7 separate regions of the Mus musculus genome follow, and regions 1, 2, 3, 4, 6 and 7 are each linked to region 5. The links are chromatin contacts, called in public Hi-C, HiChIP or PLAC-seq and promoter capture Hi-C maps. All regions are on one chromosome and are shown on one strand. Each heading gives the region's core, a stretch centred on a gene start, on an enhancer-like site or on the middle of the called end of the contact. The rest is flanking DNA. Distances are from core to core; before and after follow the strand shown.

Evidence for each region. Promoter capture Hi-C pulls out the DNA fragments that hold promoters and counts their contacts. A called contact is a pair of places that touch in the nucleus more often than the background predicts. HiChIP or PLAC-seq counts read pairs in DNA pulled down with a chosen protein or histone mark.
Region 1: a contact with region 5 is called in an H3K4me3 HiChIP or PLAC-seq map of forebrain, with 15 times the contacts expected there. The contact joins the enhancer-like site here to the promoter of Arpp21 in region 5. A contact is called at or near these places in 4 of 39 promoter capture datasets (3T3-L1-derived adipocytes, embryonic stem cells, hippocampal neurons and 1 more), 7 of 484 Hi-C or Micro-C datasets (cerebral cortex, cortical neurons, forebrain and 1 more), 5 of 115 datasets of contacts at active chromatin or transcription factors (SST interneurons, embryonic forebrain, forebrain and 2 more) and 2 of 9 other capture datasets (liver and pancreatic islet).
Region 2: a promoter capture Hi-C map of embryonic stem cells shows a contact between it and region 5, with 7 times the contacts expected there. The contact joins the enhancer-like site here to the promoter of Arpp21 in region 5. A contact is called at or near these places in 8 of 39 promoter capture datasets (the 3T3-L1 cell line, cranial neural crest, embryonic stem cells and 4 more) and 1 of 9 other capture datasets (embryonic stem cells).
Region 3: a Hi-C map of cortical neurons shows a contact between it and region 5, with 2.3 times the contacts expected there. The contact joins the enhancer-like site here to the promoter of Arpp21 in region 5. A contact is called at or near these places in 9 of 39 promoter capture datasets (cranial neural crest, embryonic stem cells, frontonasal cranial neural crest and 3 more), 2 of 484 Hi-C or Micro-C datasets (cerebral cortex and cortical neurons), 6 of 115 datasets of contacts at active chromatin or transcription factors (VIP interneurons, embryonic forebrain, embryonic hindbrain and 3 more) and 1 of 9 other capture datasets (adipose tissue).
Region 4: a contact with region 5 is called in a promoter capture Hi-C map of hippocampal neurons, with 14 times the contacts expected there. The contact joins the enhancer-like site here to the promoter of Arpp21 in region 5. A contact is called at or near these places in 9 of 39 promoter capture datasets (the 3T3-L1 cell line, 3T3-L1-derived adipocytes, cranial neural crest and 4 more), 2 of 484 Hi-C or Micro-C datasets (cerebral cortex and forebrain), 2 of 115 datasets of contacts at active chromatin or transcription factors (embryonic forebrain and forebrain) and 1 of 9 other capture datasets (liver).
Region 6: a contact with region 5 is called in a Hi-C map of cerebral cortex, with 7 times the contacts expected there. The contact joins the enhancer-like site here to the promoter of Arpp21 in region 5. A contact is called at or near these places in 11 of 39 promoter capture datasets (the 3T3-L1 cell line, the C10 cell line, cranial neural crest and 6 more), 12 of 484 Hi-C or Micro-C datasets (brain, cardiomyocytes, cerebellar granule neurons and 7 more), 9 of 115 datasets of contacts at active chromatin or transcription factors (VIP interneurons, astrocytes, embryonic forebrain and 6 more) and 3 of 9 other capture datasets (adipose tissue, macrophages and pancreatic islet).
Region 7: a promoter capture Hi-C map of embryonic stem cells shows a contact between it and region 5, with 2.4 times the contacts expected there. The contact joins the promoter of Clasp2 here to the promoter of Arpp21 in region 5. A contact is called at or near these places in 2 of 39 promoter capture datasets (embryonic stem cells and pre-B cells) and 4 of 115 datasets of contacts at active chromatin or transcription factors (astrocytes, large pre-B cells, pro-B cells and 1 more).

The regions. Positions count from the first base shown.
Region 1 is chr9:113,340,856-113,344,233 of GRCm38.p6, forward strand. The region is part of intron 4 of Gm39436 (predicted gene, 39436); the gene reads right to left. Among named protein-coding and RNA genes, the nearest start is that of Gm39436, 17 kb to the right of the region's middle. Within about 2 kb of position 1,451, at least 19 of the 459 cell types and tissues checked have an H3K27ac peak or open chromatin away from gene starts, as enhancers often do. A contact at or near this core is called in cerebral cortex, cortical neurons and forebrain, where this site is marked.
Region 2 is chr9:113,668,367-113,671,877 of GRCm38.p6, forward strand. Pdcd6ip (programmed cell death 6 interacting protein) reads right to left here. Exons shown (of 18, transcript NM_011052.2): 12 at 3,391-3,511. Among named protein-coding and RNA genes, the nearest start is that of Gm36745, 27 kb to the left of the region's middle. Within about 2 kb of position 2,130, at least 25 of the 459 cell types and tissues checked have an H3K27ac peak or open chromatin away from gene starts, as enhancers often do. A contact at or near this core is called in embryonic stem cells, where this site is marked.
Region 3 is chr9:113,297,739-113,301,450 of GRCm38.p6, forward strand. All of the region lies in intron 2 of Gm36367 (a long non-coding RNA gene), which reads left to right. Among named protein-coding and RNA genes, the nearest start is that of Gm36367, 3.9 kb to the left of the region's middle. Within about 2 kb of position 2,348, at least 8 of the 459 cell types and tissues checked have an H3K27ac peak or open chromatin away from gene starts, as enhancers often do. A contact at or near this core is called in VIP interneurons and cortical neurons, where this site is marked.
Region 4 is chr9:113,513,835-113,517,248 of GRCm38.p6, forward strand. The region is part of intron 2 of AU023762 (expressed sequence AU023762); the gene reads right to left. Among named protein-coding and RNA genes, the nearest start is that of Gm36540, 47 kb to the left of the region's middle. Within about 2 kb of position 1,522, at least 11 of the 459 cell types and tissues checked have an H3K27ac peak or open chromatin away from gene starts, as enhancers often do. A contact at or near this core is called in forebrain and hippocampal neurons, where this site is marked.
Region 5 is chr9:112,230,933-112,234,634 of GRCm38.p6, forward strand. Arpp21 (cyclic AMP-regulated phosphoprotein, 21) reads right to left here and starts at 2,380. Exons shown (of 21, transcript NM_001362020.1): 1 at 2,160-2,380. It also overlaps a transcript of 2900079G21Rik not described here.
Region 6 is chr9:113,431,607-113,434,846 of GRCm38.p6, forward strand. No RefSeq gene overlaps it. Among named protein-coding and RNA genes, the nearest start is that of Gm39438, 11 kb to the right of the region's middle. Within about 2 kb of position 1,360, at least 10 of the 459 cell types and tissues checked have an H3K27ac peak or open chromatin away from gene starts, as enhancers often do. A contact at or near this core is called in cerebellar granule neurons, cerebellum and cerebral cortex, where this site is marked.
Region 7 is chr9:113,739,241-113,742,775 of GRCm38.p6, forward strand. It overlaps Clasp2 (CLIP associating protein 2), which reads left to right and starts at 2,233. Exons shown (of 40, transcript NM_001114347.1): 1 at 2,233-2,635. The coding sequence starts at 2,441. It overlaps Gm38623 (a long non-coding RNA gene), which reads left to right. Exons shown (of 4, transcript XR_001779313.2): 4 at 1-583.

The sequences.
Region 1 (3,378 bases), core at 201-2,700, 1.1 Mb after region 5:
TTTCAAATCCTCAAAGATAATCTCTCTCCGAGGAGGTGACATTTGAATAGAAACAAAATGGAATGCCAGACAAGCACTCTCGTCTGGGGAAGAAAACAGTGTGGGCAGGGAGAATGGAAGGTGGGAGGGAATCAGTGAGTCAGAGAGTCAGGAGGAGGCCAAGTGTGGACAGAGAGCCTCCCTTTGCTGCCCTTGGAGGCGGAGAATGGGCAGACCCAAAGCACTAAAGTGTTCAGTGAGGAGTCTTCAGAGAATTTGGAAACAGCCACGTGGTGGCACCCCCGAGGATTTTGAAGAGTTGCATGGACAGCTCCAGGCAAGGAGGCTGCTGAAGAAACAAGCCAGTAAGGAAGCAACTGAAGTAATCATGACAGCGAGCAGTGAGAGGAGAAGGAGCCACACTCTGGGAATCGCTTTGGAAGTGGGCACACCAGCTGAGAGGTGAACAGGAAGTCACGCTTGGCTCTACCACTTTGACCCAAGAAACAGAGTATAGTGAGAAAGTTGTGGCCAGGGTGAATCAGGCAGACAGAAAAGAACGTCCATTCTGATTGGGGACACAAGCTTGACAGAGCCGGCCTTTGGGTAGAGACTGGTGCTGACTTTTTTATTTGTTTTGTTTTGTTTTTTCGAGACAGGGTTCCTCTTTCAAGTTTGGTCCTCCTAAGAAAAGTTGACACAAGGCAGCACATTCAAAAATCATCACACATGTGACTTGTCATCAAAGCCATGAGCACCTCCATGATCAAACTTCTGGATTTTTCTAAGTAGCTACATTTGATGCACTGGTTGATAGGATCAGAATATAGAATAATCGAAACCTCTATCTCAAGAGCCCATATTGCCAAACCAGAAAGGCTTCCAAACCTACACAAAATCATTTTACTAGTTCTACTCATGGAATCAGACAAATATGAAGTATGTGTGAGCATGAAGAGGTAAAGGTGACCGAGGGAGGGGATTTAGACCAAAACCACCTAGAGGTGTACAGTAGGGTATACCCAGTGGCAACTCATACACACAGAGAGGCATATGGAAGGATAGGTGCAAGATGACTATGGATAGATGGATAGACAGGCAGACAGACAGACATGGGCAGGCAGACTTGCAATGGGCATGGATACTTGATTTGCCACAAGGAATATGTCCATTTCAAGATTCTGCCCCCCGTTGTCCTCATTTAACTCAGTACTTTCAAATTTATCTTCCTGTGTCTATTCCTTGCTTGTCCCAACCCAAAATTCCATTTTTAAGCTCACTCTTGTCAACCAGACTTGCAAGAGCAGTATTTTATGCGCTAACTTGTGATCTGTTATTACTTTCAAAGATGACACTGGGTTTCTCACCTGGTGTGCTCCAGAATGACAGAAAAGAGGCCTCTAGTGGGGAAACGAGATTTTCATAGTTTAAACCCTAAAAATAACAGTCCTATAACACTGAATCTCATTACCAAGCAGCAAGTGCTGTCAATGCTCTTCATCGCTGGTGTTCACGAGACACATCCCAGAGCCCACGTACTGACACCTACCCACTAAACACACACACACACACACACACACACACACAGAGAGAGAGAGAGAGAGAGAGAGACTCCCAAGCTATGCTGTTACCTCTGGTAAACCCAAGGAGTGTGCGCCAGATCAAGACTCCCGTCCTGTTGTGTTATTACAATTCACTGCCTAGGAAATGAGTCTGTGGCTGCAAGCCCTTCAGTTCCCTGTATGGCAGATTTGGGCAGAACTGGTGGGTGTAAATGAATGCAGCTGCACGGCTGGACTGTGAGGAGGAGGAGGGAGAGGCAGACCCAGGGTAAATTAGAGGAAGAGAAAACGAGAGCAAGAGGCATGGCCCAACTCCCTCCAGCTTCCTTGGTCACTGTTCTCCCATGGTCAGCCCTAAACAGATAATGACAACGTTTCCACATGTGCAGCTAAATCGTTATTCTCTGGAGAAGCCTAAAAGTTCAACCGGCAGGCTGGTAAACATTCCTGAATCTTTAGCCGGCAGTGGAAGGGATGTAAAAATCAGCATTTTATCCATCACTGGACTGACCTCCCTTGGCCTCAGGCGGGAGATATTTACAAGAAGATAATGAAAACATATGAGCAAGGAGGACCAGCTGTGCCAGTACACGCATGCTTAGGTCCTGCTCCGCTGTGCTAGTAAAGGCTCTTGAAGGTCTCATGGGAGAAACAATACCTAAGGAATCTTTGGGGGACATTCCATAGGAAAAACATCACTATACACACCACACTGGAGCAGGCACTTTTACTCCCTAACTCCCCCACCCCTTCCTGAGGGCTTTCTAGAAAACCAAAGCTCCTTATTCTGAAAATCCCTGAATTAGTAGAATACACATTAGCAGAGAGCACATGGTTGGTAGGTGGGAGGTAGGTAGATACATAGATACCTACATGTATGCATACACATACACACATACATAAATTCATGGGCAGATTGGTTATTCAGTTATCCAGATCCAATAACACTTGATAACCTATGTTCTAAAGCAGTGCCAACATCCATGGGGCACTATGGCATTTGCAAATGACTTCTCAGCCCTCCCCCACAGAATGCCCTCAACAGGCTCTGGAGAAGCAAGATGGGTGCTTTCCACTTCACAGTCAAGAAGCAAATGGCCAGAGTTAAGGCATCAGGGGTTGCATTGGACACTCTCACACTGCTGCAACCACAACACCTGACAGAAACAAGTTGAGGGAGTGTGCTAGCTTGACCTATGCATCTACACCATGGCCCAGAGTGAAAGGAAATCAGAAAGGGACTCCAGAAAGAACCTGAAGCAGGAACTGAAGCAAAAGCCATGGAAGAACACTGCTCAGTGGCTTGCTTGCTTCATGGCTTGCCCAACTTGCTTTTTTTATACAACCCAGGACCACCTGCCTAGGAATGGTACCGCCCACAGTGGGCTGAGCCCTCTCACATCAATCACTGATCAAGGAAATACTCCACAGATTTGCCCACAGGCCAATCTAATGGATACATTCCTCAACAGAGTTTCTCTGTTCCCAGATAACTCTAGTTTATGTCAAGTTGACCAAAACATACATACAAACAAAAACAACAAAAACAAAAACAAAAAACAAAAAACCTAAGCAGCACAGGGGGAATATTTTTGGGCTCATGGTCCCAAAGGGATTTCTATCCATCCCAGAAAGGAAGACATAGCAGAAAACTTCATTCGAGGCCACCAGAGAGTGTGGCAAAGGTTCCTCACAACACCATAGATCAAAAAGCATAGGGTCTAAAGGGCCCAGGGGCAGAGCTATGATCCTCAAAGGCCCACGGGTAGTGACCTGCTTCCATTAGCTATGTCCCACCTCCTGGTGGTTCTGCAATCTCCCAAAAGAGCATCACCTG
Region 2 (3,511 bases), core at 880-3,379, 1.4 Mb after region 5:
TTGCCTGAATTTATTGTACTTTATTTTGTCGTGTTTGGTTATGATCTCTTTAAAGCCTGTTTGTTCTGTAGCCTCCCCCAGCCTGAAGCGGGGCCTGAGGTGGTGCCATCTGCTGTGGAGCTTTCCGACTTGGCTGGCATCTTTTGTTGTGTCAACTGCCCTGCTCTTCTCCAAGATCCTGCTGCCTGCTTGTTGCTCGGAGTCTCTTCGAGCTGGCTTGGCTCTGGGCACCAAGGATGGACTGGGGGGGCGCGGGGAGGTCCTTCCCCCTTTATAAGCACAGTCTCTTTGTAAACTCACAGGCCTTGATCAGAGAAAATTTGTCTTGGCTTCATTCTTTTCTCACCGTCTAGTCTCTCTTTCAGCCCCAGCCTGCCTTTCAGGAGTACCCGGTTCATGTAGGCCGTGGGTGGCTTACAACTACACTGTTCTTTTCTACTGAGGGAGAAAGGAGGGGAGGGAGCGGTGGCAAGGAACTGGGAGGAATAGAGGGAAGGAAAACTGTAATCAGGATAGATTCTGAGAAAAAATATGTTTAGTAGAAGAAAAAAGGAAAAGAATTCTATAGTGTATCTGTCCCACATTTTCAGTCTTACATGTACTATTAATTAGAAACATTAATTTCACATATACATGTATGCATGTATTTTGTGATAGTAACTTAAGACAACATGAATTTGAGAGTGTAGGCAGAGCTGTGGATAGGATCAAAACGCATTGTACTCATCTATGAAACTCTCAAGACCAAAAAAGGAAAAATAGGCAATAAATATTTCTAAGATTTAAAATAAAACTGATTTTTTTTTCATACAATATATTCTGATAACCGTTTCCCTTCCCCCAACTCCTCCTGATTTCTCTCCATCTCCCTATCCACCCAGATCCATGCCCTTCCTATCTCTCCTTAGAAGCACAGGCATCTAATGAAAAGTAATAAAATAAAACAAAAACAAACTGGAATAAGTCAAAATAAACAAACAAAAGAAAAGCGAGCCAAAGAAAAAGAACAAGAAACACATATATTTAAGACAGAGTCTCATCATGCAGCCTGGCTAACCTGGATCTCACTATGCAGACCCGGTTAACCTCGAACTCAGAGATCTCACAAGTCTCTACCCAGTCATGCACACCATGCCTGGCTGTCAGACAGCAATGTTTTACCATGAACACTCTGGGAAAACGATCATCAAAGTTTACGGTAAAAGTTTGAATCAGCTTTGATAACATATGATGTCTTCTAAATTAACAGAGGCTCATGATACATAAGCACAGCGTGCTGAACATTTTCTTTGTACCTGTCAGGAAATCCAGCTTCAATACAATAACTTAGTGTTGATTATAAAAGATTTTACCTCTAGTGCCGGGCGTGGTGGCGCACGCCTTTAATCCCAGCACTCGGGAGGCAGAGGCAGGAGGATTTCTGAGTTCGAGGCCAGCCTGGTTTACAGAGTGAGTTCCAGGGCACCCAGGGCTACACAGAGAAACCCTGTCTTGAAACACACCCCCACCCCAAAAAAAGACTTTACCTCTGTGTGCAATGGCATTACAGATTATCAAAAAGCCTCTGTTAATTTAAATTAATAAATTTACAAAAAAATAATGGCTTACTAGTTCTGATTTTGCTTAGCATAAATGATTTTTGCTTTTCCATGAAAGAGAAATCAATCCATATAAATTTATCAATAAGACACCAATGGTCTGGGACTGTAGAACCTAACAAACCTTTGGTTTCAATCCCCAGCGGGGAAAGAAAATAGAAGAGACCAAAAAGAATAAGAAAGATGTGTCCCACAGCTATCTTTCTCTAAAATTAAAAAAACAAAAAACAAAAAAGAAACGTGCCAAGGGCTGGAGATGCAGCTCTGTAATAGCATGCTTACCCAGCTATTCAATCCCCTGCTCTGCCAGGACAGACATAGGAATGTTTCAGGTTAAAGGCTTGCTTGGGCATGTAGAAAGGCTTTGTCTCTGAAAAGGGGGGTTGGGAGTAAGCTGGGGACACAGCTCAGTGGTAGAATGCCCATATAATATGCACCAGGCCCTGGTTTAATCCTCAGCCCTGCAGGGCAGGGGTTAGGGATCCTGTTGCTGTTCCCTGGGGCTATTCTCGTGTTTAGATTCCTTGCTCTTCACATCCTCGTGTTCTGACCAGATCCAGGCATGTAGCTGGCATTCCTGGTCCACCCATCCTGTAGCCCTGGATCCCTTAGACACACTGCTCTGCAGCTCTCCTGCTGTTGAGTGCTGCCCGGGACCTGCTCTGCCCTCCACACCCTCTACCAGTGCACTCAATACATGAACACAGCTGAGGCCATGAGGAACCTCAGCTGTGCTCATGTATTCTCCCTCTGTTCTCACAGTATACCAGTTTCCCAAGAAGACTCCCAAAGTGGTGCCCCACACTACTGTCTAAATCCGAACAGCAACCCCGATGCTTTTCCTGCTGAGTTTATAAACTTGTAACCAATCATTGTCATCTTTGTACATGACAAAGGTTCCACACTGGACAACAAGCTGAGATAAAGAAAGGTTATATTCATTTGCTAATTTTACAAAGTACTTAACACAGTAAGTACTCACGAAGTAAGTCTTGCTAGAATATATATAATTATTCTATACAAAGAGAAATAAAGAAGAGTATTAACAACTTTAGAAATCTATTGTGCCTGGAAATGTACCTTTTCAATACACTGTTTCTTACTTGCCTGGACTTACTTCCTAGGCAGCAGGGAGCCTCTAATGTAATACAACTGACCTTACAGCAGCCACCACCACATTCTGCCTGCATTTTCTCTCCTCTCTAAGACTTCCCTAATGAGAGGCTCTGTGGGTTCGCTCTCCTGCCATCATTAGAAATATCATCCTGATGCTGTCCATTTACTAACATGCACACCTTGCCAATCTTCCCTTCAAACCATGTGGAATACAAAGAAAATCATGAAGAACAAAGAAACTAAAGTTGGAAGGCTCCCATCTTCTTCACCCCAAGGGAAGTTTCTGTCCTTTCTAAGCTTCCCTTTTACAACATCTGAGTTAAACACTGTTAGCATATGAAGTACCAGCTCACAAAAGTAACTCAACAAATGAAAATTCCAACAGGACATTAATCAATAACTCCACTATCACTCAATGTATAGAATGCTAGTTTTGATATAACAACCCCGATTTACTTCTGTATGTGTTTATGTGTCTGTCTGTGAGCATACAAGAATGTGTGGTACTTGGACTCAAACCCCAAGCCTGGTGCAAGCTAAACAAGTGGCCTTCCATGAAGCTGCACCCCAAGCCCCTTCGGCTGAGTTGGCAGTAAGACTCTGGCAGTCTCTACGTAGCAACTTGAACAGAGTCCCATGAACACAGGACTCCCCATGTCACGTTCTCCCTTCTCACCTCGCTGCCCTGCATGGTCTTTGCTGGGTTAGCAGAGGGGATGGCAGCATTCAGCTCTGGCTCCGGCTTACACAGAAGTGCGATGGTGTCTCGATGGGACTGGTAGCGCTCCTTCACCTGT
Region 3 (3,712 bases), core at 1,098-3,597, 1.1 Mb after region 5:
GAGAGAGATGAGAAGGACACTTATGGGAAGCTGTACAGGAAACAAAGTGTGCAGTGCACTGCCAGTGCCTTTCTTCCTCTTCTGGATCAGCTTGTCATTGTCCCCTTCTAGAACCACCAAGAAATTCCCCTCCCCTCCCCCAGTCAGGCTCTGTGCCAGAGAAAAGGGGACTGACTTTGGCAAGGGTATCTTCTGTTTATGTGGGTTAAGTTTGCTTGGCCAATGGTTTGTAAAAACCAGCTTTTAAGGTTTCCTCAGGCATGTGAGTTCACCCACGTTTTTGTGTTTCTATGTCAGTATATGTGTATCTATGTGTCTGTACAAATATGTATGTGTCTCTGTATGTGTCAGTGTATCTGTCTGAAAATGTACATGTCTGTATATGGCACTGACTACACGTTTCTGTATGCCTGTGTATTTATGTGTATATGTGTATACATGTCTGTGCTTATGTCAATGTGTGTGCCAGTGTCTCTGCCTGCATACACATGTATCTATGAATGTCTGTCTGTATGCATGTTATCTAACTATATAGGTGTCTGTGAGTCTGCATATGTTTGAGGGCATCTATATATGCCTGGTTTTGCTTATGTCTTTTCTGTATCTGCACATGTATATAAGCATTTATCTGTGTATACATGCTAGCATCAGAGTACATCTATATGCATGGTCTGTATGTGTGTCTGAATGCATCTATACATGTGTGCATGGTCTGTATATGTCTCTGAATGAACCCACACATGTGTTCATGGTCTGTGTGTGTATCTGAATGCATCTATACATGTGTGCATCTTTGAATGTGTCTACAGAAACGTGTAGTCAGTGCCATATACAGACATGTACGGACACATACATTTTCAGACAGATACACTGACACATACAGAGACACATACATATTTGTACAGACACATAGATACACATATACTGACATATCTGCATTTGCATTCCTCTGTATCACTTTGCATATGTCTGGATACAGCTGTACCTGTGAGCATCTTTGAGTGTGTACATATGCATCTACATGGGTGTGCCTCTTCCTGTCTACATGCATCAGCATGTGTCTGTGGTGGTATCTCTGTGTGTACGATGAGTGACCTTTCTGCCATAGACTGAGGTGGGTATGAGTGCTTTCCCAGGAATGATCTCTGTTTCCCTCTGGCTCTCTCTTTCACGCCCTGAGACATCTACCCCTGGGCTCCTGCACGTGCTGGGCCCAGAAGCACAGGGCTTGGAGGCTTCAAGCTCAGTGTGAGAGGAAACAGACCTCTCAGCTGTCCCTGCTGTGGGAAGGCCACTCACCTCCATTCCCTTCTTAGGAGGTCACAGAGGCATCAGGGAAAAAGCATTGCAGGCTTTTAAAACTCAAAACCAGGCAAGGGTCCATTATTGCCACTACTGGGCATATCTTGTGGCAAGCACTGTCACCTAATAGGGTCCTCAGCCCCATGACAACAGGGAAAATCTACAGGTGTCCTTAGACCTCTCTACCAGGCTGTATGCTAAGGGCTTTGTTTTGCCTCCTTTTCTTAAAAGCAGTCCTTCTGGTCCACATCTATCTTTCAGAGAAAAAAACTGAAGTCACAGGAACTCACAGGAGACTCAGGTCTATGCTGAATGCCAGCCCTTGATGGAGGTCTCTCCTGAGGACTCACCTGCTTCTTTTCCAGCCCCCTTTTGCCTAATCTTTGAGGGCTGTGTTTGAGAAGCCTGCTTTCCAGACTACCTTGGAGAGCTGCCTTTCTCTGCTTTCTCTGCACTCTTCTTGGGGGTGGGGGGCTCATGGTGGAATGCAGACTGTATTTTCCAATGCAGATCAGGGTCTTGTGTTTACCATCAGCCTGAATGCTGTGTGTATGTCTGTTTGAAGGAGGTGGGGGCAGAGGGTGGTCATCGATTTTCTCTCATCTGCCTAACAATTGATGTAAGAATCTAAAGTGTCCCTTTGTTCTGGAAACACAATTTGAGAAGTCTGATGGAGCCAGCACTAAGCTTAATGGTATGCGACACTGCTCGTCTCCAAAGCTTTGCAAAAATTAATTACTAATTAATCTAAAACTTCAGAGTATTATTTATTTATTATCTCTGCACTCCAAACTCAAAACATTTAAGTCTAAAATTATGAGTAGTAAAACAACCTCAGGATGCTTTAAAGCGGGGGGGGGGGGGGGGGAACAAGTTCAAGGGATTCTTTGAGAAAGACAACTCCCAGATATGTCAGTAAGAGGAGGCTGCTGGATTATCCCAAGAACTGTTAGTATTGCCCTAGAAAGTTTGACACAGATCTTCAGTGGGAAGTCTGCTGAAGGCATCTCTCCAGAGTCCGGATGCTAATCAGATGAGAGCGTGAGGGATGCAGAAAGGGAGCCACTGCATCCCTGCTCTCAGAGCTGAGGGGATTTGATTCATAGCTACTCCCTAAAATAGAGCTTTGCGGAGAGCAGCCAAATTGGATTGTCCCAACAGACAATGAATCATTAATCATGGTGAGGGAGAGCCATGAGTGAGGGAGAAAGAGAAGAGGAAAGAGAAAAGAGAGAAAAGGAAGACAGGCTTGAGGGAAGGAGAGAGGAGGGAATGGAAGGAGGGAGAGAGGAGGGAGGGAAAAAGGAGGGAGGGAAAGGAGAGGGAGGGAAGGAAGGAAGGAAGGAAGGAAGGAAGGAAGGAAGGAAGGAAGGAGGGAGGGAGGGAGGGAGGGAGGGAGGGAGGGAGGGAGCGAGGGAGGGAGGGAAGGAGGGAGGGAGGGTAAGGGAGAGAGAGGGAAAGAAGAAAAGAGGAGGGAAGGAAGGAGGGGAGGAAGGAAGAGAGGGAAGGAAGGATGGAGAAAGGAAGAGGGGAGGTGGCTGGTAAGAGGCTGAGATACAGGGGAGAAAATAGCTGAGGGGGAGAAGGGGAAACAGGAAGGAACAAGGCAAGGGAGAGAGGGAAGAAGATAAGTGAAGGAAAAAGGATGGGAGAGAGGGAAGAGGAAGGAAGGAGGGGAAGCAGAGAAGGGGGAGGGGAAAAAGATGAAGAGGGAAGGGAAGAGAGAGGGGAAAGGGAGCAACATAGCTCCACAGGCAAAAAGGACCATCACAAGCAGTGGCTTCAGAATAAAGAGACATCAGCCACCATCACTACAAGCGCATACCATTCATGCAGATGACAGCTTAAGCTGTGACCTTTGCCAGCCTTCACTCAAGGTGGGAAAAGTAAACCCATCTAAGACCACAAAGCATGGCAGTTGGCTACCCACTCCTTTGCAACAAGCCACTCTTGAGCCCCACCTGGTGGTCCTTCTCCCTAAACCAGAAGGCAGGCTGTGAGCTGGGGAAAAAATAGACTGCAGAAAGATCCCTGTACAATCAAAACCTTAGAGCAACAGGTTTTCCTGGAGTCCAGCCAAAGTGTCTATCTAGAACTGGGTCTCTCCTCTCCTCTCTGTCTCCCCTTCTACCACCCCACTTTCTCATCGGCTCCCTTTTACCACAAATTGAAGTTAGGATGCATTTCAAAGCTGACAGCAGGGGCCAGAAGCCCTGCATGACACCCAGAGGGAAGGAAGAGCAGGTGTGAGTTCACCTCGCTGCAGGAAACAAGTCTGTCTTGTTAGGCTGTGAAAGGGTTTGTGAATTTTCACAATGAAGGTGACACACTAGACAAACAGGGATGTTTTGGACTGTGAGAGAAGATGCTTTCCTGCTAGGACCAAGGACCCTGACAGCTTCCCAGAAGA
Region 4 (3,414 bases), core at 272-2,771, 1.3 Mb after region 5:
GGGACATAGCACGGCAATCCTGGAGGATAAGACAGGGAGGTTTTAAGTGGTAGAGTGGACCTAGAGATCGCAGTTCATAGCACTTTCCTTGAAAGCAGAAAGAGCTGAGTTCTATTGCCAGGACCCATGTGGAAGGAAGGAAGGAGGGTGAGAGGGAGGGGAAGGAGGGAGGGAGGGAGGGAGGGAGGAGGGAGGGGAGGAGGGAGGGAGGGAGGGAAAGAGGAAGGAAGGAAGGAAGGAGGGTGAGAGGGAGGGGAGGGAGGGAGGGAGGGAGGAGGGAGAGGAGGAGGGAGGGAAGGAGGAAAGGAAGGAAGGAGGGAGGGGAGGAGGGAAAGAGGAAGGAAGGAAGGAAGGAAGGAAGGAAGGAAGGAAGGAAGGAAGGAAGACCTGGGTATGGTGGCAATGCCTTTAATTCCAGCACTCAGGAGGTAGAGCCAGGCTGATCTCTGTGAAGTAGAGGCCAGCCTGGTCAACAGAGTGAGTTGTGGACAGCCAGAGCTACATAGTGATATCTGTCTCAAAAGAAAAAAAAATCAGCCCAGGCAATGTAGTAGGCATGCCCTTACAATCCTAGGAAGAGCAAGTATCCTCTGGAATGGTGAAAGTGCCCCTCTCTCAATTGGGGTTATGCCCACTTGGACCATACATTTAAGTTTTTATCAAACTGTTCAAAATATGTACATTTTTATTTTTAAAAAACATATATCTCAATTAAAATAAAGCAGAATAGGCTGCAGAGATGGCTCAGAAGCTGCTCTTACAAGGGTCCTGAGGGGTTTTTTCCCTGCACGCATGTTGTAAGCATTAAACCACCTCTAACTCTAGCTCCAGGAGATCTGACGCCCTCTTCTGGTTTATTCAAGGACCCATACAGCTACAGCAAGCATACATGTGTGTGTGTGTGTGTGTGTGTGTGTGTGTGTGCGCGCGCGCACATGCGCGCGCGCGCAAAAATAAAAAATAAATATAAATATGTCTTTAAAAAACAAAATGATATAAATAACTTCGTAAGTAGAAATCATGGAGGATTTGTGAAGATTGGATGAAATCCTAAAGTCCACAGCAAGAGATGGGAGAGGACCCAGATTTCCTGAAACCCTCATTCTCCCCACAGGCAATAACTCTTCCGGGACAGAAAGCGAGGGCCTTGTCACGCCAAGCAGAGCCGGCATTTCCCGTCAGGACTCCAGAATCCGTGCTCAGCAACCTCGTAGAATTTGGGGTGTTCATTTGGACAGTGAATCAGGGCTCTTGGGGACAGGAGCCCTAGAGCAGCTCAGGATTTAAATAATGATGTGTCAAAATCTGCCTCCGATGTCTCAGATTTAATCTTCCTCGTGACCTTGTAGGCTTTCAGGATTATTAGAGCCAGCCACACAGAAGCAAAGAATATTAAAGTTGTTTGTCAAAAACCTGCTGCTTCTGTCAGGAAAAACTCCAGAACAGAGGAACATATGTGCTGGAAACGGAAGAACCTCCGAGTGGAGATGGGGAGGGGGATGATGTGATGTGCCGATGTTTGCCAAAAACTGCTCAGCTGAATGGGGTGAGCCGACAGCCAGGGTTTGCGGCGTTCACACGGAGTCCAGGGGCCAGCTCTTTGCTACACTTTCGGATTAAAATTATGTGTCCTCCATGTTTCCTTAGGATGAGCATGTCTGTCACTGCCTCAAATCCTTCTGCCCTTAGAAACCAGACTTGCTATTGCTCTGTTCGTGTTGTAGGACCAGCCAGGCGCGCGGTCTGGACCTCTGCCTCCTCGCTTGTCCAATGAAGTGGATTAAAGACTAATGTTAAAAGAGAGAAGTCTGGGAAATGGTTCTGGTGGCAAAGTGTTTACCTTGAAAGCGCAGGGATGTAAATCCAACCCTCAAAACCCACATCACAAAAAAAAAAAAAAAAAAAAAAAGAACAAAATGGGTTTCATACCCTTGTGTCTTTAATTCCCCATGCTGGGAAGGCGGAGCTAAACAGATCCACAGACCTCGGTACCCTGGCCTGCTGGGCAAGTTCTGGGCCACAGTGACATGCTTCCTCAGAAAATGTGGACTGCACCTAAGAAAAATCACCTGAAGCTGTTCACTGACTGTCGTGTGTGTGCGTGTGCCTCTGTGTGTGTGCGTGTGTGTGTGTGTGTGTGTGTGTGTGTGTGTATGTGCGTGTATGTGTGTCAGTGCAGACCTTCAGTCTCACCACTGACAAAGTAACTGGAAGGAGAATCATGAGTTTGAAGCCAGCCCGGGCTATGCAGAGAAAAGAAAACGAATTATTGCCATGAATTCTGCAGAAAGGCCTAGGACGCGCAGTAAGTTCTTAGTCGCATGAGCTGTACACGTTAAAGCCCCGGGCACTCCCTTTCCATCCACCACTGCAAGCAGATCTCAGACTACACCAAACTCAAATTCAAATGTGCACTCAGCCAGACCCATAATTCCAGCCATTCAGGAGGCTGACCATACGTTAAAGCCAGCCTGGAGGGCTTAGCAGATCTTATCTCCAATGTTTTAAGGTCTAGGGATCTAACTCCACGGTGTAGCACTTCTGTCTCCGCTACTAGAGGGAAAATATTCCTATATTCTAAATACTCCCCAGGGAGGAGGGGTTGATCAGCAGGATTCCACATAAGGTAAAGTTGCTTCTATTCCCAACTTAGTCCTGAGGACTCACTAAGGACAAGGCAGAGCCTAGCAGTCTCTGGGTTAAATTGACTTATTACAGCCTCACCACACCTGTCAGGCTCTGTGACAGCTTGAGAAAGCTTGGGTTCAAAGTGTTATGTGAAGGTGGTGTTGACAGGCACCTGGATAGGAGACACCCGTGCATTGCTCAGTTCCCTGGAGTCAGCAAGGCCATGGGGACAGACACACACATCTGCAAGAGAAACAGAGAGCTTTCGTTTTCTATTGCTAATAGCCTATATCACTTCCAAACCAGGCATCTGAACCACTTCTTTTTTTTTTCCATTTTTTATTAGGTATTTAGCTCATTTACATTTCCAATGCTATACCAAAAGTCCCCCATACCCACCCACCCCCACTCCCCTACCCACCCACTCCCCCTTTTTGGCCCTGGCGTTCCCCTGTACTGGGGCATACAAAGTTTGCGTGTCCAATGGGCCTCTCTTCTTTCCTTTGCAATTCCATTATAAAAGTCTCATGCGCTGAGGGATTCCGCTGAGCACTCAGAAATCCAAGGCTGGAAAACCTTCTTCCATGACGCCTTCTCCATCAGTATCCGATGGGCTTTTTGCTCCTTGGCCTCTCTTCCATTATACGTGACATAGCATCCCGTGGCCTCACAACAATCGCACGCCTTACATGGCCACTAGCTCCACAACATAAAATGTAGAGATTGCCAAGCTGGCAAAAGGGTATAATCTCAGACATGTTGGTGTGGCTTTGCCAACCCTGTGGG
Region 5 (3,702 bases), core at 1,130-3,629:
TCCATGTCTGCTACAGTTTTAGGTGCCCCATTCTTATCTAGTCTTATCAGAGATTAGATTCAAATGACACTGACTGGCAAACAAATAGTGAAATTTCAGTGTCCAGCCCTCTGGATTTCAAACTATCTCCTTACTCTAGAAGAATTCTCCATCATATCCATGCCTGGTTCCTGGCTACTTTCTATCTGCAGAAGCTGACTCACTTCAAGCTCTGCTCATGAAGCTTATCATTATCTTGTCCAAAGATTAAAAAAAAAAAAAAAAAAAAAAAAAGAAGCGCTTCAGACCTGAATGCCCTCAGACTTGAGAAGCTAGAGCAAGGCAGAGCAATGAGGGAAATATTAACAGCCAATGTGGCTGGCTTCCCCCTCCAGAAATACCATGTTGAAAGACAAATGAACAAAAACAACAACAACAACAATAGATTTTGCAGTATCTCCATGCAAACATTGTTCTTAGGTGTTTACTTCATTTTAAAGTTGGTCACTTTCCAGATCGACTTTTTGAGTTCTCAGAGAGGCATTGATACAAAACGATATGACTTAGCTCCCCGCTTCATATAAGCTGCTCATATTCTCTTATGCTTATTAATTTTGAAACTACTTAAGTGTTTGGTCTAATGAGCTTCACCGTGGGGGGTGGGGGAGTGGCCTGATGCTTGCATGCTGTTAATACGAAAATGAGCAAGATACCTTTCTGAGTGAACATTCCCACCTTGTACCTGAAGATTGGTGATCCATGAAGGTGCCAGCAATGCAGACATATGGCTTCATGCATCTTACATGCCATTATGTGAAGATATTTGGCCCCCAAGGATAACATTCTAAAGGTAATCAATGCTACCTCAGAGACATTTTAAAATATGCACTCTTTAGAAAGATAAATGAGGGACATTTCACTCAAAGTTAAAGGGAGAAAATAACACAACTATTTCACCAAGTCCATCTAAAACCTCCAGATTCCCTTAGTTGTCACAGCTCTGGTGCAAAGTTTCAAGTTTATGACAGAAAAATCAACCCAAAATTCCCACAGCAGAAATTCAGATTATCACCATATCTGAAGCTGGTGGTAGTTTTTTTGAATCTCAGAATGTTTCATAAGGTCCAACCCATCTGCCACAGCAGAACAATGATTCAGGAATTTGAAATTAAATCTGCATTCATTACCCAACATTCTCACAGCCTATATTAAAAATAGTAGACACACAGGAAGTCCCCAGTTAGCATCTCCTCTAAGTTTTCAGAAACTCAAATTATTGAGTCTTCTTTCTAAGAACCAGCAAAGACGCTGAAGGAGCATCTAACCAGCTATTCAGAGAGAATTCTCTCATCCAAACCGATTGATTTCCATCGATAAGCTATAAGGACCCGATTCAAAAGACCACCTCTGCAGCCCGCTTTACCTTCCCACTCCCTTCTGCTCTGCAGTCTCCACAGCAGCACAGGGCTCTGTCTGTTCTCGGGCTCCTTTCATTGCAGAGTGAGATGCCCACTCCTTCATTAAACAGCGTTAAAAAACAGACTGCAAGGAACTCCTCAGTGCAGCACGCTCTAACAGGGTGATTGCTACAGTTCTCAAGTAACCACACTCAACTGAGATCTATGACAAGCAGTCACTGAGAGATTGGCAATGTGCAAATCTAATAAAACACACACACACACACACACACACACACACACACACACACACACACACTTGTCTGGGTCTGAACTGAATTACCAGCAAAAAGAAATCACCATATAGTGAATGAAATTAAGTCACCAAGAAACCTAATGGTATTCCCCGGAGGAGCTGTTTAAGTTTCTTTAAATATGCCTCATCCAAAGTACTGTTAAATAAGCACTCACCGAGAGGAATAGTTACTTTGTCATTCGGACGACATAAATCATACCCGGAAAGGAGAAACTAAGACATGTATAATACAATGGTCTAAAGCAATGCCTTTAAATTTACACAGAAACCAAATCATATTAGCACAGACGAGCATAGCAAGAGATGATCTTTTCCCAATCTTTGAGAATGGAAACATGTATCACTTTAAAAAGACATCTAAATGTATTCTCTAGAAATATAAAAATAGCCTGCCAGTCAAAGCGATTAGAAAGCAAAGGAAGATGAGGACAAAGGACACTGAGAATCAGACATAAGCAGGTACATACCTTGAAGGGCTACATAACCCCGAAGACAGGGTCTCTCATGTTAAGATCACTCTGCTATTTGAAGGAAGCATAACTAGCCCTAGTGCCTTCCAAATGACTGTCTTTCATGAAAATGACATTAGCTAAAATGCCACTCAGACATCAAGCCCTATAGTAACATAATCCTGAAAGAGAGGGTCTACTTAGGCTGAAGAGCATATCAAAGGCTCTCTGATTTTCACAGAATTACAAAAAAAAAAAAAAAAAGGAAACAAGAAGTGCCTCCCTGCCTGCCCTGTCTACTTTGCTGCTTACTTAAAGCAGTAAACTGCAGAGTTGGGTTCCAAGGCAGATGAGGAAAGGGTGGGCACAGTTTAGATTTATTCTGCATTGGAGCAAAATTTGAAAAAAAAATACAGATTCATTTCCATTCTAGAGACTGTCATTCTAGCTTGCAGAAGCTGCATCCTTTGAGAAGGCAGAGAGCGAAATGATGGTCTCCATCTGCAACACGTTCTTAGGGGGACCATTTCTAGCAACCTCACCGTACACCTCCCATCCCGCCATGACATTACCTTCCTCATTGCTTTTTTTTTTTCTTAAGACTTAGGCTCCAGTCTTAGTCTGTGTCTGTAAAAGGTGATCAAGCTTTGAATTTAATACATCCGTGACATCCATGCTAAGCCATGTAATTTCTCTTCCGAAGAAACTTTTTAAAACACTTGCCTGATACAGATCCAATCCTACTATCACATTTATCACCCGAGACAGATAACGTTACACCAGAGGCTGTCATGGAAATGACTTCAAGATTTAAAAAAAATAAAGCAAAAAATTATCCTCCTCTCCCTCCCTTCTCCGACCTCTTGGGACCCAGGACCTCTGTGGTAACTGAGGAAAGTGACAAGTTTTCAACTGAAACAAGAGAATGTCCAAACTTGGCACCATAAAACCCATATAAAATTACTGGAAACTTCTGTTACAGAAAGCATCGTCCCTTTCAATTCCCTTCCCAGATTTCAATTTCTGCCTGCTTTGAGGGAAAGAGAGTCCACCCATGCCTTCCGCCGAGACATAGAAACAAGATAAACAACACAGAAACGACAAACAGGTCAAAGGGAAAGCACAGATAGATGGTAGAAAGAAAAAAAAAGGGGGAGGGGGCAGCAGAAGCAGAAAGCCCCAACAGCCAGACACAAAGGGCTTGTGATGCTCATGTCGGAAGACTTGGCTCTTTACCTGAAGGAACAGTGGAGTGACCCAGCGTCCCGGGTGCCTTGACTGACTGGATTTCGTTTGGGGCTTTTGTGAGTAATTATTGTTTCTCAGTGAATGCTTTGGTTGGGTCAGTTTGGTTTGTGGCTTGCCTTTGTTGTTTGGTCGATTTATTTTAACTGCTAGCAAAAGGAGCCCTTGGCTTGGAGGCAGGGGTCCTCGCGCTGCCCAGGCACAGCGCTGGTGGGGAACGCGTGGCTGCGGCTGTTGGACTGTCACCGCTCCGGACGCTTGGAGGTCTTCGCTGCTAGAGAGTCTGTATGTCACCACAGGCTGCTGAGCTCCTGTC
Region 6 (3,240 bases), core at 110-2,609, 1.2 Mb after region 5:
TAGTTTAAAGGAGCAAAGGTATTCTAAAGCTAAATGTCAAAAAGATCTCGTACTCCCTAGACGCTTCCCAAGAAACCATATAAAAAGAAAGAAAGCCAGGCGTGGTGGCGCACGCCTTTAATCCCAGCACTCAGGAGGCGGAGGCAGGCGGATTTCTGAGTTCGAGGCCAGCCTGGTCTACAGAGTGAGTTCCAGGACAGCCAGGGCTACACAGAGAAACCCTGTCTAGAAAAACAAAGCAAAACAAAACAAAACAAAACAAAACAAAACAAAACAAGAAAGAAAACCGGGCCTGGGGAGATGGCTCCACTAGGTGCTTTGTAAGCTTAAGGACCCGAGTTTGATGCCCAGAAGCAACACAAGAAACAGCAAGAGAGGCAGAGACCAGCTAATCCCCGGGTCTCACTGGCCAGCTAGTATTGCCTGTTTGGTGGGTTCCTGGCCAATGGCAATAAGGGTGTCCTCTGTCCCCCACACATGCACAAATGCAGGCACATTCATGCGAGCACGTACACACACACCCTCTACATACAAACACATGTACAAATACACTCACATTTAAAAAAAATTTTTTTTAAATATGAAATTGAAGGGACAGATGCCTTGTAGACTTTTTAAAGGGATGTTGTATTTTGTTGTTAGTTGGTTTTGTGTTTGGTTTTTGAAGACGGGGTGTCATGTAGCCCAGGCTGACCTCCACCTTGCTGTGTAGCCACTGATGACCTTGAACCCCAATCCTCTTGCCTCTACCTCCCACACACTGAGATCATGAGCATGCTCTGCCATACCTGGTTTTATATTGGATTTTTAGAAATATCCATCAGTCAGCTGACTGAGTTCAATCCTCTCCCACCTCCCTGTTCTCAAACAGGAATCGGTGCCCTGTGAGCCTGAGCTGCCTCCTCCCACTAGAGACTGGACCAGGTCTCCTGTCAGTGAGTTCCAAGGTTACCCTTTGTATCAAGAGCTCATTTTTAACATGAATATCAGACTTGGAAGGAAGCAGATCCGAAATTACAACCTCCCTGATGTAGACATTAATGAGTCATTTGAGGAGGTCTGTACACAGTCCCTAAGCAAAAACTATCTCTCAACCCCAGGCCCATATGTCACTTTCCTTTGCCAGGGCAGTCCACCAGGCTGCAGGGTATCCTTCGGCTCAGGACACTGAGCAAAGTAGGTCACATATAATATCAGCAGCGTTTGCTCAGCTCAGAAGGTCACCTCGGTGCTCAGCATTTTTGTATTGCCTCAAATAAATAATGAACATGGAGGTTTCACAATATGGCACTGCTAAACTGATTCCCTAGGAACAACATTCTCATCGCACTGCCTATTGCCAACATATGCTTCTCCTTGTAGAGCGGATGCCAAATGATATTACATCAGGGAATATAGTTTCATAAGGAATTAAGGACATCAAGTGAGAACTGGCTAGAAAAATACACTCAGGAAGAATGTGTACAAAGAAAAGTCCTGTGCACGTCGACAACACATAGCTTAAGACAAATAGTTAATGAGACGGTGTTGTTAAAATTATAGGTGCAAACCTCTAAATGTCACCAAGTAATCTCCACGAAGACAGGACTGCACCAGAAATGTAGATATGTCACAAAGAACACTACGCTACTGCTGATACTTCTTCTACACACGTTTTAAACAAAACTCAACATTTTTGAGTAAAATTCCAGAGCTGTTTATGGTAGGCATGTTAGTGGTCCGCCAAATATGTCTGCATCCTCATCTCCAGTATCTGAATACGTCACTTCAAATAACCAAAGTGGCTTTGAAAAAGTGCTTAAGTCTGAGGAGCTGGGCTGGGGAAATAGTCCAGCATCGATGTCAGGTGGCTCACAATCACCTGTAATCCCAGCCCCAGGGAATCTGACACCTTCCCCTGGCCTCTGCAAGCACCTGCACATGTACACATACACATAGAGAGACGCACATAAAGTACATATTTTAAAAATAGCTAAGTATGCACAATGGCTGGCTTCTAATCCTAGCACTCCGTGGGTGAAGCTAGACTATTCAGGGTAAGCTGGCTAGTTAAGACTAGCCAGGATTAGCAAACACAAGGCTCAGCTATAGACCCTGCCTTAGTATATAGGGTAACCAGCTGAAGAAAACGCATGACTTCAATCTCTGGTCTCTACATGCCCATGGGCCCACACACATGTGAACACACACACACACACACACACACACACAAACAAACATTTTTTAGACAGGGTCTTACTATGCATCCCCAGCTGGCCTAGAATCTGCTATGTAGACCAGACTGGCCTCAACTCAGAGATCTACTGCCTCTTCCTCTGGCACGATGGGATTGAAGGTGGGTGCCACCACACCCAGCTTGCAAAAATACTTTTAAAAAGTAGTTTGATTCTATCTGTTTAGAAAAAAAAACATCTTCTACTAACCACATAAATCAAAATAAATTTTGTATTACCAAAAAGTAAATACTTTCTAATCTTATAAAACATGTCAAACAATAACATTAAGCATGTTTAACTATACTCAGACATTAGTTTCCCTATTGTTAAGGGGGGAGTCTAATTTAATGCTATTAAAAAGTCTATTTTTTACACTCAAAATATAAAAATTAAGAGGAAGACAAAGCATGAGATGGGCCGTACTGTACGAAGATGCACAATTATCTCATGGAAATAAGAAGCCCCACAGACGGCTGAGCAAGGTGCGATTTGATCGCCTGTGCAAGAGACTCAGAGCTTAATCAGCATATGCAAAAATGCTCCACCTTGCTGTGATCAGACGAAAACAAATTAAAATACTCATTAAGCATCATTTTACACATATTACATTAGCAAAAATAACAATAATTCTGAAGGCTAACCAGATTCTGATTAAGCCTGTGTGTTTTCGCGCTGTTGGTTACAATTTGGTTGTTTGGAAGGGGACTTAACTGTATGTAACAAACCCATAAAATGGTAATGTTCCTGAAGCTGGGCGTTCCACCACTGAGGGTCTCTCCTGAAGATAGAAACTGAGAGAGAAATGCATGTGGAAAGATATTTATCACAAGTAGAGGGGGGGGGAAGTAAGTCACCTTTACTTAGAAAAATATCCGACACTCAATAAAATAGCAAGGATATTGATACCAATATCCTCCTTTCCCAGAAAGCTTCTCCTTGATCTCCATAGAAGACACACATTCACATTAGAGATAGATACAGATATAGGTATAGAGATGGAAATATATAGATATAAACATATGGA
Region 7 (3,535 bases), core at 983-3,482, 1.5 Mb after region 5:
TCCAGTTGGGCTGTGCCAAATCTTGAGTAAGCCACTCCCACTTGTTCCCTAATACCCCACCCAGGAGAGAACACAATGCCTTTCTTGGTGGACATTTGTTGAAAATATGACTTCAAACTAGCCATGTGGTCACTTCTTTCCTAGCTTTTGTATGGACAATAAACTCCCATTAGAAAAAAATTTACTCAGAGTTTCCACTATTTTCCCAGATAAATAGGCTGGGAAGTCAGGCTCCTGTGTTTCAATACACCATTCCAGTCCTGTTAAAAATAGACATGTTTCTAGATGCATTCTCGTGACTGATCATGAAGGGAGGTTCAGTATATCAATTTATTTTCTAAATTTCCATCTAACCCTTTCATTTCCCTGCACCTTTGTGTTTTTAAAGGTTTATGTGTATGACTGTATTTCCTGCATATCTGTATATGCACTCCATGCATGCCATTGGCCAAGGAGACTAAAAGAGAGGGTTAGACCCCCTAGGACTGGGGTTACAGACAACTGTGGGTTGCCGTGTAGGTGCTGGGACTCAAGCCTGGGTCTCTGCAAGAACAAACACTCTTGACCTCTGAGCAATTTCTCCGGCTCCTGTTGTGTTTTGAAAGAAGATCTCAGTAGCCTAGGCTGGTCTTGAACTCCTGACCCTCCTGCTGCCCATGTGCTAGGATTACTGGGGTGCTCCACCAAGAGAAAGACAGTTCCTAAATGGCAACATTCAAAGCAACACCTGTGTTATTTAAGGGATGATATTTTAAAAATTCAAAATACTTTAAAAACATTTATTTGTATGTGTACTTTTAATGTGTTATGGGTATTTTATGTACTTGTACCATGGGCATTGCCTGGCGCCTTTAGAAGTCAAAAAGGGCATCGGATCCTCTGGAACTGTAGCTAGATGGTTGTGAGCTGCCATGTGGATCCTGGGAATCGAATCTAAGTCATCTGCAAGAGATCTGATGATGCCTCTGCCTCCAAGGGCACCCAAACTCAGGTGCTTATGCCAACCATTATGGAAAACTGCAAACAACCCAGAGGCCTATTGCTATATGGACGGATGGATCAACAAGTCAGAGTATAACGGGGAAGGATTAAGTATAAAAAGGTAGAGACTTTTAAGATACGTACTTCATGGAATGAAATACCAACATTTTGCTATGAGAAGTTAGACCCAAAGATTACAGCAGCAGATTGAGCCCTAGGGATATTGGGATCAGGGTTAAAGAAACTGGGAGAGGGGGAGGAAAGGAAAAAGAACACAGTGTGGAGTTACATAACTTTAAAAAATGGAAAATTACCCTACCATGTTAGAAATAAGTTTAGAATGCAAGAGACTGAGTTCCCGACTCGTCCAAGTGTCACAGCTAAACCTGTTCTCTACAACACTGGGCTGGAGAGATGGCTCAGCAGTTAAGAGGGTTTGCTGCTTTTGCAGAGAACCCAGGTTCAGTTCCCAGCATTCACATCAGGTGGCTTACAACTGCCACTTAACTCCATCCAGATCTGACTTCCTGGAACTTTTGGTTTCTGCAAGCGGGCACACTCAGGTGCACACACGTACACATGAAATAAAAAGAAATCTTATAAGTTAACGGCCCCAGCCATCCCCAAACAAAACTCGAGTTCTGTGGCTCAGGCTTGGGAGGCAGGGGTAGGGCCAGAAATGTAAGACCATACTGTAGGGTGAGTTCGAGGACATCCTGTGCTGCCTTTAGTCTCTGTCCAAACAAAAATCAAATTAAAGTCGCCCAGGGCAGAGGTGGTTAGTGGGTAACGGCGGTCTGGGGGCTTCCCGAAGTGAGGGTGGGAGGTGAAAGTGCGTCAAGAGAAAATGTGGATCCATTTGCAAAACCTCGGTATCAACTGGAAACAGAAAGTCCTCCAGGGCGACTGTGGGGGTGGCAGCAGGAAGGGACAGCCAGGCCTGTGCCGAGGAAGAACGCGACCCGTGTATTCCGGTTTTAAGAGACGGCAGGGGCGGGGCAGGGAGAGAAGTACCAAAAAGTTTTGAGTCTTGATGATGGCGGCGGAGCGAATCGCCGGAGATGCCGGAATTCCCACACTGGCCTTCCAGGGTCGCCCACGCGAGGCGACCCACACGGCCCCGACAGCCCAAGGCTCGGGCCATCAGTAGCGCCACAGGCCGCAGCCCACAGGGGCTCGGGCGCGCCGGGAGGCCGGGCTGGAGGCCGGGCGCGTCGCTCTGACGTCACGCGCGCGCTGACGTCGCCGGCAGCCGCAGCCTCTGAAGCGGGGCTGGGACCGGGGGGCGCCGAGTTTGATTAGTTTAGGGGGGCCGTCCCCCGCCGGCCGCCGCACCCCAGGCAGCGGCGTCTCTGCGTGTCGGCGCGTCCCGGAGGCTTCACCGCCGCGCCTCGGCGGTGCTGCGAGGAAAGTTGGCGTGTAAGGGGCGACGGGCGTGTGAGGGGTGGCGGGCGCGGCCATGGAGCCCCGCGGCGCCGAGTACTTCTGCGCCCAAGTGCTGCAGAAGGACGTGAGCGGCCGGCTGCAGGCGGGCGAGGAGCTGCTGCTCTGCCTCGGCACGCCCGGAGCCATCCCGGACCTGGAGGACGATCCGAGCCGCCTGGCTAAGACCGTGGACGCGCTCACCCGCTGGGTGGGCTCGAGCAACTACCGGGTGAGCGGCGGTGCGAACGGGCGCGCGGCCGGGGCGGGCGGGCGCGCTGCCGCCGGGGTCCGGGGACGCGCTGGCATCGCCCCCCAGGGCTTGGGGTACGGCCCCAGGCGGCGGTTCGGTGACACGTTGCTGTGTTGCTTGGCGCTTTACAAAGTGGTAACTTGCGGCCCAAGGCTTTAAGACTTTGTAACGTTTGTCTACGCCCGATGGCAACGCCTGCGCTGAGATGGGGCGTTTGAGTACGGCGTGAAGTTGGACCGTCAAGTTCATCTCTTGCTGTTATACTTAATCTCCAGTTTCTTTTCTCTCTACCCTCTCTTCATCCCTCTCCGCCTCTCTTCCTTTTTTTTTCTTTTTTGCTTCTCTCTTCCTCCCTCTCTTTCCTCTGTCGTTCCCTCCCCGTCTCCCTCCTCTCTTTTCCTCTCCCCTCTCCCTTTCTCCCTCTTTTCTTTCGTAGTCTTTACGTGAAGGTTGAGATCACCCAAAAGCACCGTTAGCGCGTATTCAGGTCCTTCGCACGGAAGGACTGCTCATCTCATGGCATTTATTCACATTTCCCTTAATTGACAGCAGAAAGCCGTTGACCACTCATCAGTTCTCTTGTTTTCCCGCAGTTGGGACGAACTTAGATTTGAAACACTATGGTTTAGTTGATGCTGCAAACGAAGCGGGAATGGGGAGGAGTGCGGTAAGGTACGAGGAGGAATGGGTGTCCGGTCAGCATCAGGGAGTTGTTATGTAGCCACCGATGGAGAAAAGTGAATATTCTGTAATTAGTTGGAGTTGTTAGTGGTTACTTTTCTTTTTAGTCTTCTGGTGGCAGTATTGCTTTAAAATGCAGGCGGGAGCTCCCGTGGATGGAACGATTCTTAGTGATGTATCCAGCAAATAGGCTGTACT